Regions from separate parts of the Mus musculus genome. Here region 1 is linked to region 2. The links are chromatin contacts, called in public HiChIP or PLAC-seq maps. All regions are on one chromosome and are shown on one strand. The core of a region is the stretch at or near the end of the contact, and the rest is flanking DNA. Distances in the headings are between cores, read along the strand shown. Region 1 overlaps Cbs (cystathionine beta-synthase). Region 2 has its middle 29 kb from the start of Wdr4.

The links. HiChIP or PLAC-seq counts read pairs in DNA pulled down with a chosen protein or histone mark.
Region 1: a contact with region 2 is called in a FOXA1 HiChIP or PLAC-seq map of pancreatic cancer cells. The contact joins two enhancer-like sites. A contact is called at or near these places in 1 of 39 promoter capture datasets (maxillary cranial neural crest), 2 of 115 datasets of contacts at active chromatin or transcription factors (embryonic stem cells and pancreatic cancer cells) and 3 of 9 other capture datasets (adipose tissue, liver and pancreatic islet).

The regions. Positions count from the first base shown.
Region 1 is chr17:31,628,970-31,635,555 of GRCm38.p6, reverse strand. Cbs (cystathionine beta-synthase) reads left to right here. Exons shown (of 17, transcript NM_144855.3): 2 at 2,402-2,728. The coding sequence starts at 2,529. Among named protein-coding and RNA genes, the nearest start is that of Cbs, 4.9 kb to the left of the region's middle. Within about 2 kb of position 2,350, at least 14 of the 459 cell types and tissues checked have an H3K27ac peak or open chromatin away from gene starts, as enhancers often do. A contact at or near this core is called in pancreatic cancer cells and pancreatic islet, where this site is marked.
Region 2 is chr17:31,479,905-31,486,516 of GRCm38.p6, reverse strand. No RefSeq gene overlaps it. Among named protein-coding and RNA genes, the nearest start is that of Wdr4, 29 kb to the left of the region's middle. Within about 2 kb of position 3,681, at least 16 of the 459 cell types and tissues checked have an H3K27ac peak or open chromatin away from gene starts, as enhancers often do. A contact at or near this core is called in pancreatic cancer cells and pancreatic islet, where this site is marked.

The sequences.
Region 1 (6,586 bases), core at 1,101-3,600, 150 kb before region 2:
GAGTCACCTGCCTCTGCCTCCTAGGCTGGGATTAAAGGTATGCACAATGACACCCAGCTTTAAAATAAAATTTTTTTCAAGCTGTGATGCCTCATTCTTCATGGAATAACAAGAAAATGTGTACATGTTGTGTGCACACACATTTTTTTCTTGGCACTGGGCCTGGCACTTGACAACTGCCATATCTCCTCCCACCAAGCTACACATCCAACCGCTAAATAACTTTAATCTGCAATTTAGTCTGATGTGCAAAAATGGCCAACATGGAGGGGGTGCCTTTCCACTTTGTCCACAGAATTGTGCAACTTCTGTTGTCTATACAAGGCTTTGGCTTGTGTTAAATGTCACTTCGACACAGGTTAGAATCATCCGAGAAGGGGTCTCAACAGACAGACTGCCTAGATCTCATTGGCCCGGGGGCCATGTCTGTAGAAAATTGACTTGCTCATTAATTGATGCGGAAGTAGCCAGTCCTGTGGGCTGCACTCTTCTCTAGGCAGGGAGTCCTGAACAGTGTAAGCTCGGGGAAGGCTAGACAGAGGAGGCAGCATGGGTTCCTTTCTTTCTCTTGGTGTTAACTGTGGAAACAATGTGACCAGCTGCCTTCCTGAGCTACAGTTCCTTCCCTCACTTCCTGGAACTGTAATTGAAATAAATCCTTTCTCCCCGCAGTTGCTTTTGGTCAGTATGTTTGTTGTTGTTGTTATTGTTGTTTTAATCACAACTACAGAATGAAAAATAGGACCAGACTCATATTTTTTAAAGATTTATTTATTTATTTATTTATTTATTTATTTATTTATTTATTATATGTAAGTACACTGTAGCTGTCTTCAGACACTCCAGAAGAGGAGTCAGATCTCGTTAAGGATAGTTGTGAGCCACCATGTGGTTGCTGGGATTTCAACTCAGGACCTTCGGAAGAGCAGTTGGTGTTCTTACCTGCTGAGCCATCTCACCAGCCCCCAGACTCATGTTTTTTCATCATCTCCAAAGTCCCTGTGCATTCAACAATTACTGTCTCTGTTGGCATTTTATCTAGGCTCCACCCCACCTTACCTGACAACAGCCAGGTGTGCCTGACTCACTATAAAAGGAGCTGCTGGGGCCCCTCCTTTCTCTTGCTCTTCTCTTCCCTCTCTACCCCCTCCTTCCCCTTCCCCCCCCCCATGTGCTCATGGCTGGCCTCTACTCCTCTACTTTCTCCCCTCCCTTCTTTGTCTTTACTACCCCCTCAAGTCCCCTCCCTATACCCTAAATAAACTCTATTCTATACTATACCATCATGTGGCTGGTCCCTCAGGGGGAAGGGATGCCTCAGCATGGGCTCGCAGAGGCACCCTCTTCCCCCACATCATACCGTGCCTCTACCAAACATATCTCTGGCTTCTTTTTTGATAAAACACAACCATCTCTCCTGCCTTTCTTCAGTGTCCTCTCACTGTATTCCTATTGGCTTACCTGTTCTGGGTCCCTCACGGATGTGAAAACATAGGACAGTTGATTATTCTGTGCACTTTGTATAAATGACATCTCAGGTATGATTGGCTCCTTTCATTGAACACTCTGTCCATCCCTTAAAAAAAAGGTTGATTTATCTGTGTGTATGTCTGAGTACAGATCTCCAGTGCTCATGATTGTAAAGCGAGCACTTTCGATTGCTGAGCCATCTCTACAGCCCCCATCTGTTTCTCTCTTTTTTTTTTTTTTTTGAGTTATGAAAATACATGGTTTTTTTTTTTAATTAGGTATTTTCCTCGTTTACATTTTCAATGCTATCCCAAAGGTCCCCCATACCCACCCCCCCCAATCCCTTACCCACCCACTCCCCCTTTTTGGCCCTGGCGTTCCCCTGTACTGGGGCATATAAAGTTTGCAAGTCCAATGGGCCTCTATTTGCAGTGATGGCCGACTAGGCCATCTTTTGATACATATGCAGCTAAAGACAAGAGCTCTCGGGTACTGGTTAGTTCATATTGTTGTTCCACCTATAGGGTTGCAGTTCCCTTTAGCTCCTTGGGTAATTTCTCTAGCTCCTCCATTGGGGGCCGTGTGATCCATCCAATAGCTGACTGTGATCATCCACTTCTGTGTTTTCTAGGCCCTGGCATAGTCTCACAAGAGAGAGCTATATCTGGGTCCTTTCAGCAAAATCTTGCTAGTCCATCTGTTTCTCTTTGTGGCTGGATAGTATTCTGTCGCATGGACGGGACACATTTTTGTACCTCCATTCATCAGTGACTTAGGATAATAGTCACCTTTTGGCTGAGACAGCCATGAGAATGGGCATTGTAAACATCCATTTTTGTGTGTTTTGGATCTCTGCCTTGGGATTCAATTGCTGCGTCAGATGGTAGTTTATGTTTAACCTTCTGAAAGGAACCCAAACCATTTCCCACAGCAGCTGGAACCTGCTCCTTTTCTCCCATCCTTGCTGAGTTTGTTTGAGTGGAGCCAACACTCCCAGAGGGGACTCAAGAGCCAACGACTTAACACGACAGGTCTTCGCTCCCTCTGAAAATCCCAGCATGCCTTCAGGGACATCCCAGTGTGAAGATGGCTCTGCTGGGGGCTTCCAGCACTTGGACATGCACTCAGAAAAGAGACAACTGGAGAAGGGCCCCTCAGGGGACAAGGATCGAGTCTGGATCCGGCCTGATACCCCAAGCAGATGTACCTGGCAGCTGGGCAGGGCCATGGCGGACTCCCCACATTATCACACAGTGCTGTAAGTCTCTGTCTATGATCCCAAGATGGTGGGTTTATTTCCTTGGGTGGGGGAGGGGTGTGGAGGCCATACCTATAATTACTGTGGGGGCGGGGCAGGGGTAGCAACTGTGAAGGCAAAGCTAAGAAAGGTGATTCTTTGGTACTGCAGCTTACATATACTGGTGTTTGGCTCTGGTGGGCTTCTTTTATGGTTGGGCAAAGACTGTCCTTAGCACTGATAGATAATAGGAACCATCCCCCCTTTTTTTGGGGGGGGGGTGTGTTGAGACAGGGTTTCTCTGCGTAGCCCTGGCTGTCCTGGAACTCACTGTGTAGACCAGGCTGGTCTTGAACTCAGAAATCCATCTGCCTCTGCCTCCCAAGTGCTGAGATTTAAGGCATGCACCACCACGCTATAGAAGCCATTCCATGTACATTCAGTCGGTAGTTGGCTTAGGAACATGCACAGTGTCCCACCCTGTTCTAAAGCACCCAGGTTGGAGCCCTGCACGTTCCCACCCTGTTGTAAAAAGCTTTTAGGATTGTCTTCATTGCCTTAGTCTAATGTCTTCAAGATCAAACAAGTAGGTGAAAGCATTTGTGTTTTACATCCTTGAAGTCCGGTTCCCTGTGCGTGGCCACTAGCATTTACTGTTATTGGTTCAGAGAAGTCTGGAGACAGGTGGGAGCACTCAGATGAATTCTTGCCAGGACGACACAGCAGGGGGTAAGAGCCCTGTGGCTCCACCCCACCCCCACCACACCCCCCAAGGGCTCCCAAGAGCCTGGGAACTGCTTGTTCAAAGATGTGTGCATGCTACACACATCAGCCTTAAGGGCAGGTTTGTCCTCAGCTGATCAGCCCTGCTTTGGTAGAAGTCATTGGAAGCACAGAGAGGGACCCCTAGGGAAGGCTCCTGCACTCCATGGGGAGGCGCTGGCTCAGGGCACTGGTATGGGGGCAGATATGGACACAAGGAAAGATGGGACGGGTTGATGAGGGCAAGACAAACCAGCCACTTCCAGAGGCTCTTGATGTGGTTGGTGGCTGTAGAGTGAGGAACAGGTAGGCTTCAGGCAGCTCTGTCGAGGAAATGGGGTTTCTGAGGTCCCGTAGAGCTGCCCTTCTGTGCTGGCAAAGTACGGGCAGTTGATTAGAACCATCACCTGAACAAACACCTGATAACTTTCAGAGTGAGCACACCTGACCCTGTATCCTAAAGCTGTCCCTGCCTGGCCTCCCTGGGGTTCAGGTCAAGCGATCTTGGCCTTGGCTCAGCCTATCCTCACTTTCCTGAGTCCAACCAAGGACAGCAGGGAAGGGAATTCGTCCAGCTCTTCCCCAGGATGTGACTCTGCCTCTCTGGAAGACCTGGTTGAGTCCAACTTGTTGCTGCCTGTTGGTGGTGGTGGTGGTGGTGGGGGGGGGGGGGCTCAGACAGCTTCTCCTTCCACCCTGGCACTTCAGGTTCTTAACTCCTCCCCTGACCGGGGGCCAAAGGTGACCGAGGCTTCTATTTCATCAGTTTGGCTCCAGTGTGAGAAGCCTAGGGCAGGGAAGGCAGGAAGCCAGGGACCAGCATCCTGGCAAAACCTTGAAGTCTTGCTGTGGGGCGCAGATCCCTAAGCAGGGTTGATGAGTTCAACCCAGGATGGGAGTGTGTGGGTGTGCAGCCACTCTGGAGCCTGCGGATAGAGAGCCATGGAGAGACTGCTCTGGAAACCGTACTGGTGACACTGTGCTATCATTGAAATGCTGCAGAGCAGCCCTGCAGCCACAAGCTTGACCTGTCACAGGCTTGTAGCCCTGGGCCTTTTGTTTCTTGGCATCACTTCTGCCTTGCTGGCCCAATAATGCCAGGCTTCTGGGGACTCTGGGAGCATGATACCCGAGGACCTACCCCTGCGAGGGAGGCACTTCAGTTATTCAGAGACCTGAATGGAAAGCAATTGGGGTATTCTGGAGTCTGAGGGATCAGAGGGTTAAATTTTCCAAGCAAGATAGGCTGGGTCTATTGTCTCCAAGTCAGGGTTTGTTTGTTATTGAGGTGAGATCTTGTTTTAGACCCTAGATTGGCCTGGGTCATGAACTTAGAGCAATCCTCCTGCCTCAGCCTCCCCAAGTACTAGGATTACAGGCATATGGTACCATGCCTGGCTGTTTGTAGTTTGAGACAGTGGCTTGCTGTTGTGGGAAATAGCATCCTGAAGACTGGCAGCATGAGCAATCAAAGAATTTACCAGGGATCAAAAGAGAAGAAGACAGAATTTACTAAGATGTGTTATCTGTAGCAGGTGAATTCCCAGAGAGAGACCGTGAGGCTGAGAGGGAGCAAGATCTGGGTAGGGATGTTCCAGGCAGGGACTCAATGTATCCCCGGGCTAGCTTCAAACTTACTATGTAGCAAGAATGACCTGGAAACCAGATTCTCCAGTCTCTGTGTCCTAAGGGCTGGAATTACAGTGTACCATTTTGCCTGCCGAGAGTTCCCCTGTAAATTAGGGAGAAGTTACATCATGCCTTGGTTAGGGTTTTACTACTGTGAACAGACACCATGACCAAGGCAACTTTATGTTTGTTTGTTTGTTTGTTTTGTTTTTGTATTTCAAGACAGGGTTTCTCTGTATAGCTCTCTCTGTAGACCAGGCTGGCCTCGAATTCAGAAATCCACCTGCCTCTGCCTCCCAAGTGCTAGGATTAAAGGTGTGCGCCACCACTGCCCGGCATCCAAGGCAACTCTTATAAGGACAACATTTAACTGGGGTTGGCTTACAGGTTCAGAGGTTTAGATCATTATCATCAAGGCAGGGACTTGGTAGCATCCAGGCAGGCTTGGTACAGGAGGACTTAAGAGTTCTACATCTTCTGAAGGCTGCTAGGAAAAGACTGACTTACAGGCAGCTGGGATGAGGGTCTTAAAGCCCATGCCCAACCGGGCCACACCTCCTAAGAGTGCCACTCCCTGGGCCGAGCATTTATAAACTCAGGGGCCCTCTATGCTGGTTCTGCATTTGCATATGTAGACAGAATGCCACTATCTCCTTAAGTAATTTTATAGCACGTCTTTCTTTCTTTTTTTAAAATGCCTTTTGCGACTTTTGTGTCTATTATTATTATTATTATTATTATATGTAAGTACACTGTAGCTGTCTTCAGACACCCCCAGAAGAGGGCATCAGATCTGAGCCATCTCTCCTGCCCATGACACGTCTTTCTTGAGAGTAGCCATTCCTTCAGGTAGCACAGCTCATTAGGAGTTAGCTGAAGGTGACGTAACCATAGGGTGAGGCCTGGCCTGGGGTCATGAGCATTAGGCCCCTCATGTCAATGTAAGATGTCATTATGTCACCAGGACCCAGATTCCAAGCAGTCACACCTGTTATTAGAACAATCGGAATTTGTTTGTTTCTTTTTTAAAAAGATTTATTTATTTATTTAATGTATATGAGTACACTATAGCTCTCTTCAGACACACCAGAGAGGACATAATATCCCATTACAGATAGTTGTGAACCACCATGTGGTTGCTAGGAATTGAACTCAGGACCTCTGGAAGAGCAGTCAGTGTTCTTAACCACTGAGCCATCTCTCCAGCCCACAAGCAGAGTTTTGACCTTTATCTCTACATGTTCCTTCTGACAGATTAGCAAGGCCAAGTCATTATTGGGGGCCGGGGGGGGGGGTTGCGGATGATGTATGGATAGTCTACATCACTCATCAATCATATGGTGACAAGGTTGAAAGTCGAGGAAGAGTGACATTTGAGCGAGAGGAGGAGGAGATGGTGGGATCCCTAGCGGTGGGAGACAGCACAAGTGGATGGCAATGGGTGTCCCTAAGATAGTCTCATCTGGAGTGAACAGAGGCTGAAAACAC
Region 2 (6,612 bases), core at 2,432-4,931:
AGATCTGAAGAAGGAAATCTAGGAAGTGAAATTAAAAACAACGCAAGAAGTCTGCAACAGAACGGAGCCGGCCCTTTGAAAGGATCAATACGCATCTTGCAGGGCTGAGAAAGGAGAGGACCAAACGCTAATAATAATGGGAATGGAAGAGACTCTGCGGCCGGCCGCAAGGGTGTGACCAAGGGACCCTGCAAAGCACCCACACCTGTAACACTGACAGCTTACAGAGAGGGACCGACTGTTGGAACTGCACAAATTAGCAAATACATCTTCCACAAGATACCGATTTCAAAAGCTCCTTCCACTATGAAATGGAATGATTAAAATGTACCATCACCACTGCCTGGCAGTGGCCGTAAGCCTTTAATCCCAGCACTTGGGAGGCAGAGGCAGGCAGATCTCTGTGAGTTCGAAGCTATCCTTGTCTTCATAGTGAATTCCAGGACAGTCAGACTATGTAAGAGACGATGCGTTTCAAAAGAAATAAATAAGTAAATAAGTGATCCACTTCTTGGGGCTGGAGACATGGTTCAGGGGTTAAGAGTACTGTCTGGTCTTCCAAAGATCTCAGGTTCAATTCCCAGCACCCACATGGCAGCTCACAACTGTCTGCAACTCCAGTTTCAAGGGACCTGTTGCCCTCACAGCAATGCACATACAATAAAATTAAATAAATTATTAAAATGTACCATCAACAGAAACACAGCTCCTGCCTCAAGGGGAAGAGGAGACAGCTTATTCTGGAGCTAAATGTAAATGGCCGTGACCCAGGAACACGAAGTTTACTCTGGATACTACACATTCCAGCACTGTATCAGTCCTGTGAAGTTTTTACAGTAATGGAACAAAGCAAAGCTTAAATCAAGGCTCTTTAGAACACATTTGTGGGAATATCAGATAGACGGTTGGGGTGCGGGGGTTCAGCAAAGCAGGGAACCCCTGCCATGGCCTTGACACTGTTTGAGGGCACTTAGCCTGTGGGTGGGTAGAAGGTAGGGGTCTGTTTGTATGTTCCAGAAAGATTTAACTAATAGTCACAGGCTATTATATCACACACAGAGGTGGCCAATAAATGGCTCTGAGGAGGCTAAGATAACCCAGGATAATTTGGCTCTGGACCAGCAACATTCCAACTCCCCCAGCTCAGAGGTGGCAATGACTCAATCAACCTGATAGAATCTTTACATGGGTGTGGCTTTTTCTGGAACCCTCAGTTCATGGCCCCTCTCTATTCTCTCCCCCCCCCACCCCAAAGCCTATTGTTATTCCAGGCATTTGAAGAGGAACTGGCACCAACCTTTACCCCCTTTTGCAAAAACGCAGAGGAGACAGAAGCCCTTCTCAATTACTCTATGAATTAGTGTTGCTTCACATCAGAGAGACAATAAATGTCCATGTAGAAATCCTTAGCTAAAGACTAGCAACACTTTTATTGATTCTCTGAGAGTTTCCCATCATGTACTCAATCGCAATCCCTCCCATGTCCACCCTGCCTTGTGACTTCCCCCTACCCCCAAAGAAGCAACAAATAAAAAGAAATAAGAAACAAACGAGTTCACTTTGTTTTAACTGCATACTCTCTGGAGGGTGGTTAGACTCCCGTGGCCTGCTCCTAAGATAGAACTGTGTCCTCCGTTCCCACGCCTCCACCAGGAACCATCAATTGTGAAGAGCCACTCTTTGGCATCTTCTTCATTCTTTTGTTTGTTTGTTTTGCCATTTTAGACAGGGTTTCTCTGTGGAGCCCTGGCTGTCCTGAACTCGATTGTAGACCAGGTTGTCCTCGAACTCACAGAGATCCACCTGTCTCTGCCTCCTGAGTGATGGAATTAAAGGCGTGAACCACTACACCCACCTGGCTCATCACTCTCTTAATTTTAAGAGTTCTCTTTGGTGGCTTCCTGCTAAACTGTTACTTTTGTAGGAATAGGGGAGGGGTGGGGCTGGGGTGGGGGAGGGTGAGATAGAACCCCTCCTTAAGCTGCTTTGCCAGGCATTTTGTCACAGCAGTGAGACATAACCGGTACAATGATATGATCGCCCGTGCTGGAAGTCCCAAAGAGTCCGCAAACCCTATGAAACAAAACAGCACAACAAAACCAAAACTTTATCCCTTCCCCAAACGTGTCAGCTTAGTAAGTCAACAGGACACCAGAGAAACGACACAAGTCAGTTATGTTTCTACCAATGAGCATGTGGACAATTGCCAGTTACGGTCTGGGTAATTGTTACATGTCTAGCCTGCCATTTTGTGCTTTTACTAATGGCATAAGGAAACTTTCTCAATACCCTGTTACTAGAATTTTCTGGGCTTTGTGCTTTGTTCTGTGATTGGTTCTTGGAAACCAATCACAACAGAAGTCAGTTAGAACTGGCGCACACCTTTAATCCCAGCACTTGGGAGGCAGAGGCAGGCGAATTTCTGAGTTTGAGGCCAGCGTGGTCTACAGAGTGAGTTCCAGGACAGCCAGGGCTATGCAGAGAAACCCTGTCTCGAAAAACCAAAAGGGAAAAAAACCTGCTTTGTATAATTAGCCACAATAAGCTTGGACCCAAACCAACCACGAGGTAGCACTTCCTGCACCTGTGTATGAACTTTTATTGTATACGCTGCCCCTGGGATGCACCCCAACATAAGAGAGACATCCGCACCAATATAAGAAACTATTTGGAAAAAAGACTTCCATTTTGAGTAGTGGTTGAGTAAAGTTTAAGTTCCCAAGACCTCCCTGGGAACTGACATCCTACTTGGCAGAGAGAGTCATGTATGTGGATAACTGACATCCTGGTTGACAAGTTAAGACATGAATGTAGACAAGGCAAGACCCCTGTCACGTTGAATAGCCCAATCAATGGGAGCAGGATAAGTGTACAGCAAAGATATGTTCCTAAGATAATCCCTTATCCCTAAATCCCGATTGGTGGAATAACACGGCACAGATGTTTGTAGACTTGACTGAGATGGGTGTTCATGTGGTTTGTGAGATGACTCCTGGACCCCAATAGCCTTAAAGGTATATTAGCATATCTCTTCACTCAGGAAAAATAAATATTGAAGTGTAAACCGACAAAGCATGTCTGGACTAGAGACTTAAAAAGTAGAAATAATAATGAAAAAAATAAATATCTAAATGAAAGCAGAGACATACCTTGTTCCTGGGTTGGAAGATCCAGTTTTTCAAGGATGTCAATTCACTCTAAGTTGAAATATACATTTAATTAAATGTCTATGAAGACACAACAAAATTACTGTAACTGTCTTCAGGCACACCAGAAGAAAGAGGGCATCAGATCCCATTATAAACGGCTGTGAGCCACCATGTAGTTGCTGGGAATTGAACTCAGGACCTCTGGAAGAGCAGTCAGTGCTCTTACTCATTGAGCCCTCTCTCCATCTAGCCCCACAACAAAATTTTATAAACACAGGCAAGATAATTCTGAAATACAGGAAGACTGCAATGGTCACTACTGATTGTTAACTTGATAGGGTGTAGAATTATCTGTGAGACAAGTCTCCCGGTTTGCTTATGCAGGGTTATATTATGTTCGATGAGGTGGGACGATTCACCCTAAGGAGTGGGCGGCTCTGCTCCCTGATGGGGAGCCTGGACCCATCAAAATGGAGAAAGTGAGGTGAGCGGAACAGTAGCAGCCGTCACTCTCTGCTCTCTGACTGCATCTGCAGTTGTGACCGGCTGACTCATGTTTCCCTTGTCTCCACCTCCTTACCCAGTCAGTATAAAACTTAGTCTGTATAAAACCTGAAGTTGTTTTTGTCAAAACATTGTATCACAGAGACAGCAGTAAAGACTAGTGCTAGGTAAAGAAGGAGGGGCTGGAGAGAGAGCTTGGTGGTTCAGAACATTGGCAGCAATTCCAGATGGCCTGCATTTGATCTCTAGAACCCATTTGGTAGCTCACAACGGCCCTAACTCCCATGTGAGGGGGCGTCTAGTGTCCTTCTTCTGGCTTCCTTGAGCACTGCACTTACTAGTTTGCAGACCTCCATGCAGGCAAAACACCATCTCAGTTAGGGTTTTATTGCTACAATGAAACACCATGACCAAAAGCAACTTCGGGAGGAAAGGGTTTGTTTACACTTCCATAGCACTGTGTATCATGGAAGGCAGTCAGGACAGGGACTCACACAGGGCAGGAACCCGGGGGCAGGAGCTGATGCGGAGGCTTACTGGCTTTGTCTACATGGCTTGCTCAGCTTGCTTTCTTATAGAACCCAGGACCACCAGCCCAGGATGTGTGGGGCCCTACCCCATCAATCACTAATTACAAAAAGGCCCTACAGGCGTGATTACAGCTCAGTCTTATTGGGGGCATTTTCTCCAATGAAGCTCTCTTCCCTCTGATAACCCTAGCTTGGGTCAAGTTGACATAAAACTAAACAGGCCACACTCATACAAGTAAAAATAAAAAAACGTCTTTTTAAAAAGAGGGCGAAATAACTAAAAGCTTTTTTGAAAAGAGAAAGCAACATGGGAGGAATTAGGTTACCTAACTTAAAGAGCTATTGTCTTGTTGTAACAAAGTTGTGTGATCCTGGTAGATAGAAGTCAATGAGCGGGTTTCCGTAGTGTAGTGTAGTGTAGTGTAGTGTAGTGTAGTGTAGTGTAGTGGTAATCACGTTTGCCTAACATGAGAAATGTCCCCGGTTCAAAACCAGACAGAAACAAAGGTTGTTTGTTGGGCTGGTGTCACTGGGGCTGGAGAGAGAAGAAAAAGTGTCTGAAGACAGCTACAGTGTACTTACATATAATAATAAATCTTTAAAAAAAATCAATGAATGGAAAAGAGCCAGAAAAATCCAGATACAGACGACCACAGGTATGTTCCACTGGCTTCTGAGAAAACAGTACAGGCAATTCCTGTTTTAGTTATATTCATAACTTTGTGATACGCCACCCTGAACAGGGCAACTTATAAAAGAAGGCATTTAACTGTGTTCATGGATGCAGAGAATTAGAGTGACTGCCGTGACTGGTATTTCCACTGAGGAGGAGAGCTTGCCTATAGGCAGTGGGTGGGTGACACACAGAGGCCTCTCCTGCCTGGCTTCTCTCCAGGTGGCACACTCTGCTCAGAATTTATCAGAGAGGACTGTCTGTCTGTCTGTCTGTCATGAGTGTTACCTCCTTAGCGCTGGACACCGGCTGGTGACAGGTGTCCCTGCATACTAACCTGTAGCGGTAACCATCTCCACAGACTGGTGAGCAATCTGTTGCTCATCATATCTTCTGCATGCTCACTGGCAGGCACATCTGGTGTGCTTTGGATTTTTGTTGTTAAAAATTAACTTTAAATAAGGATAATGATGACGATGACAAAACCAAACAGGAAGCCTTGAGTTCTCATTGCCACAAATCATCAGACATTGCACAGCCTAGCTCTCCACCGTACGTGTCCTCCCTGTTCCTGAAGGTCACCCAGATCATCTTTACTTTCATTGTGTCGGCTGGCAGGTCTATAAAACTGCTGGATGCTGGACATCTTCCTCTCTCTAAGCTCCCTTGCTGTCAGCTGTGAGCAAGGTCAGGGAGGTGACATGTGCATGCATGTCCATGAGTGGACATACATGGGCACTTATGTACATGTTTGATACATACCTATAGGAACAGTCTTCTGCCCAGTGATATTTGCAATGTGATTTTTGTCTCCTATGTGACTGTGTAGGTGAGTGATCTCAGATGTCCACCTCCTTCCCTCCCTCCCTCCCTCCCTCCCTCCCTCCCTCCCTCCCTCCCTTCCTTCCTTCCTTCCTTCCTTCCTTCCTTCCTTCCTTCCTTCAGCTCCTAAGAAGTCGTACCCATGAAAATCATCCCTGAAGGTCAGGATCTAGGAAGTTTGTTTGATTTTGTTTTTGTTTTTAAGCTTGATTTTTTTTTTAATGTGAGTACACTCTCACTGTCTTCAGACACACCAGAAGAGGGCATCAGGTCCCCATTACAGATGGTTGTGAGCCACCATGTAGTTACTGGGATTTGAACTCAGGACCTCTGGACGAGCAATCAGTGCTCTTAACCACTGAGCCATCTCTCCAGCCCTGTTTTTGTTTTGAGACAGGGTTTCTCTGTGTGTCCCTGGCTGACCTGGGACTCTCTTTAGGTGGGCCTCAAACTCAGAGATCCACCTGCCTCGGCCTCCCAAGTGCTGAGATTAAAGGAGTGTGCTTCCTGGTTTCCTGGGAAGTGGTTTTTGCAGGGCACCTGCCTACATGAGCAATTTGGATCACCCACAATCAGGATGTAACACTGTGATAGGGGCCCTATATCCTGTGGGTCCAGGAGAAACTGTGTGGAGTAGTTGGTATCTATGCTGACATCTGAGGGGTGGGGGTGGGGGAGACCTGGAGTTCCTGGCTGACTCTGAGATGTGAGGCAGGTCACAGGGCAGTTCCAACGACCGAGGCAGGAAGGAGCCCAGGTAGGACTCTCACCCATTAACCTGGCCAATTCCACATATCTTAGGCATGGCAATGAGACTTAGCATGAACCAGGAGATCCTAGGATGCAGCCCAAACTTCCCACACACGGAGCTCATGGGTGCACCCAGTGCTAGGGGGAGCAGCACAGACAAGGAGAAGACCCATCAGTGACGTTG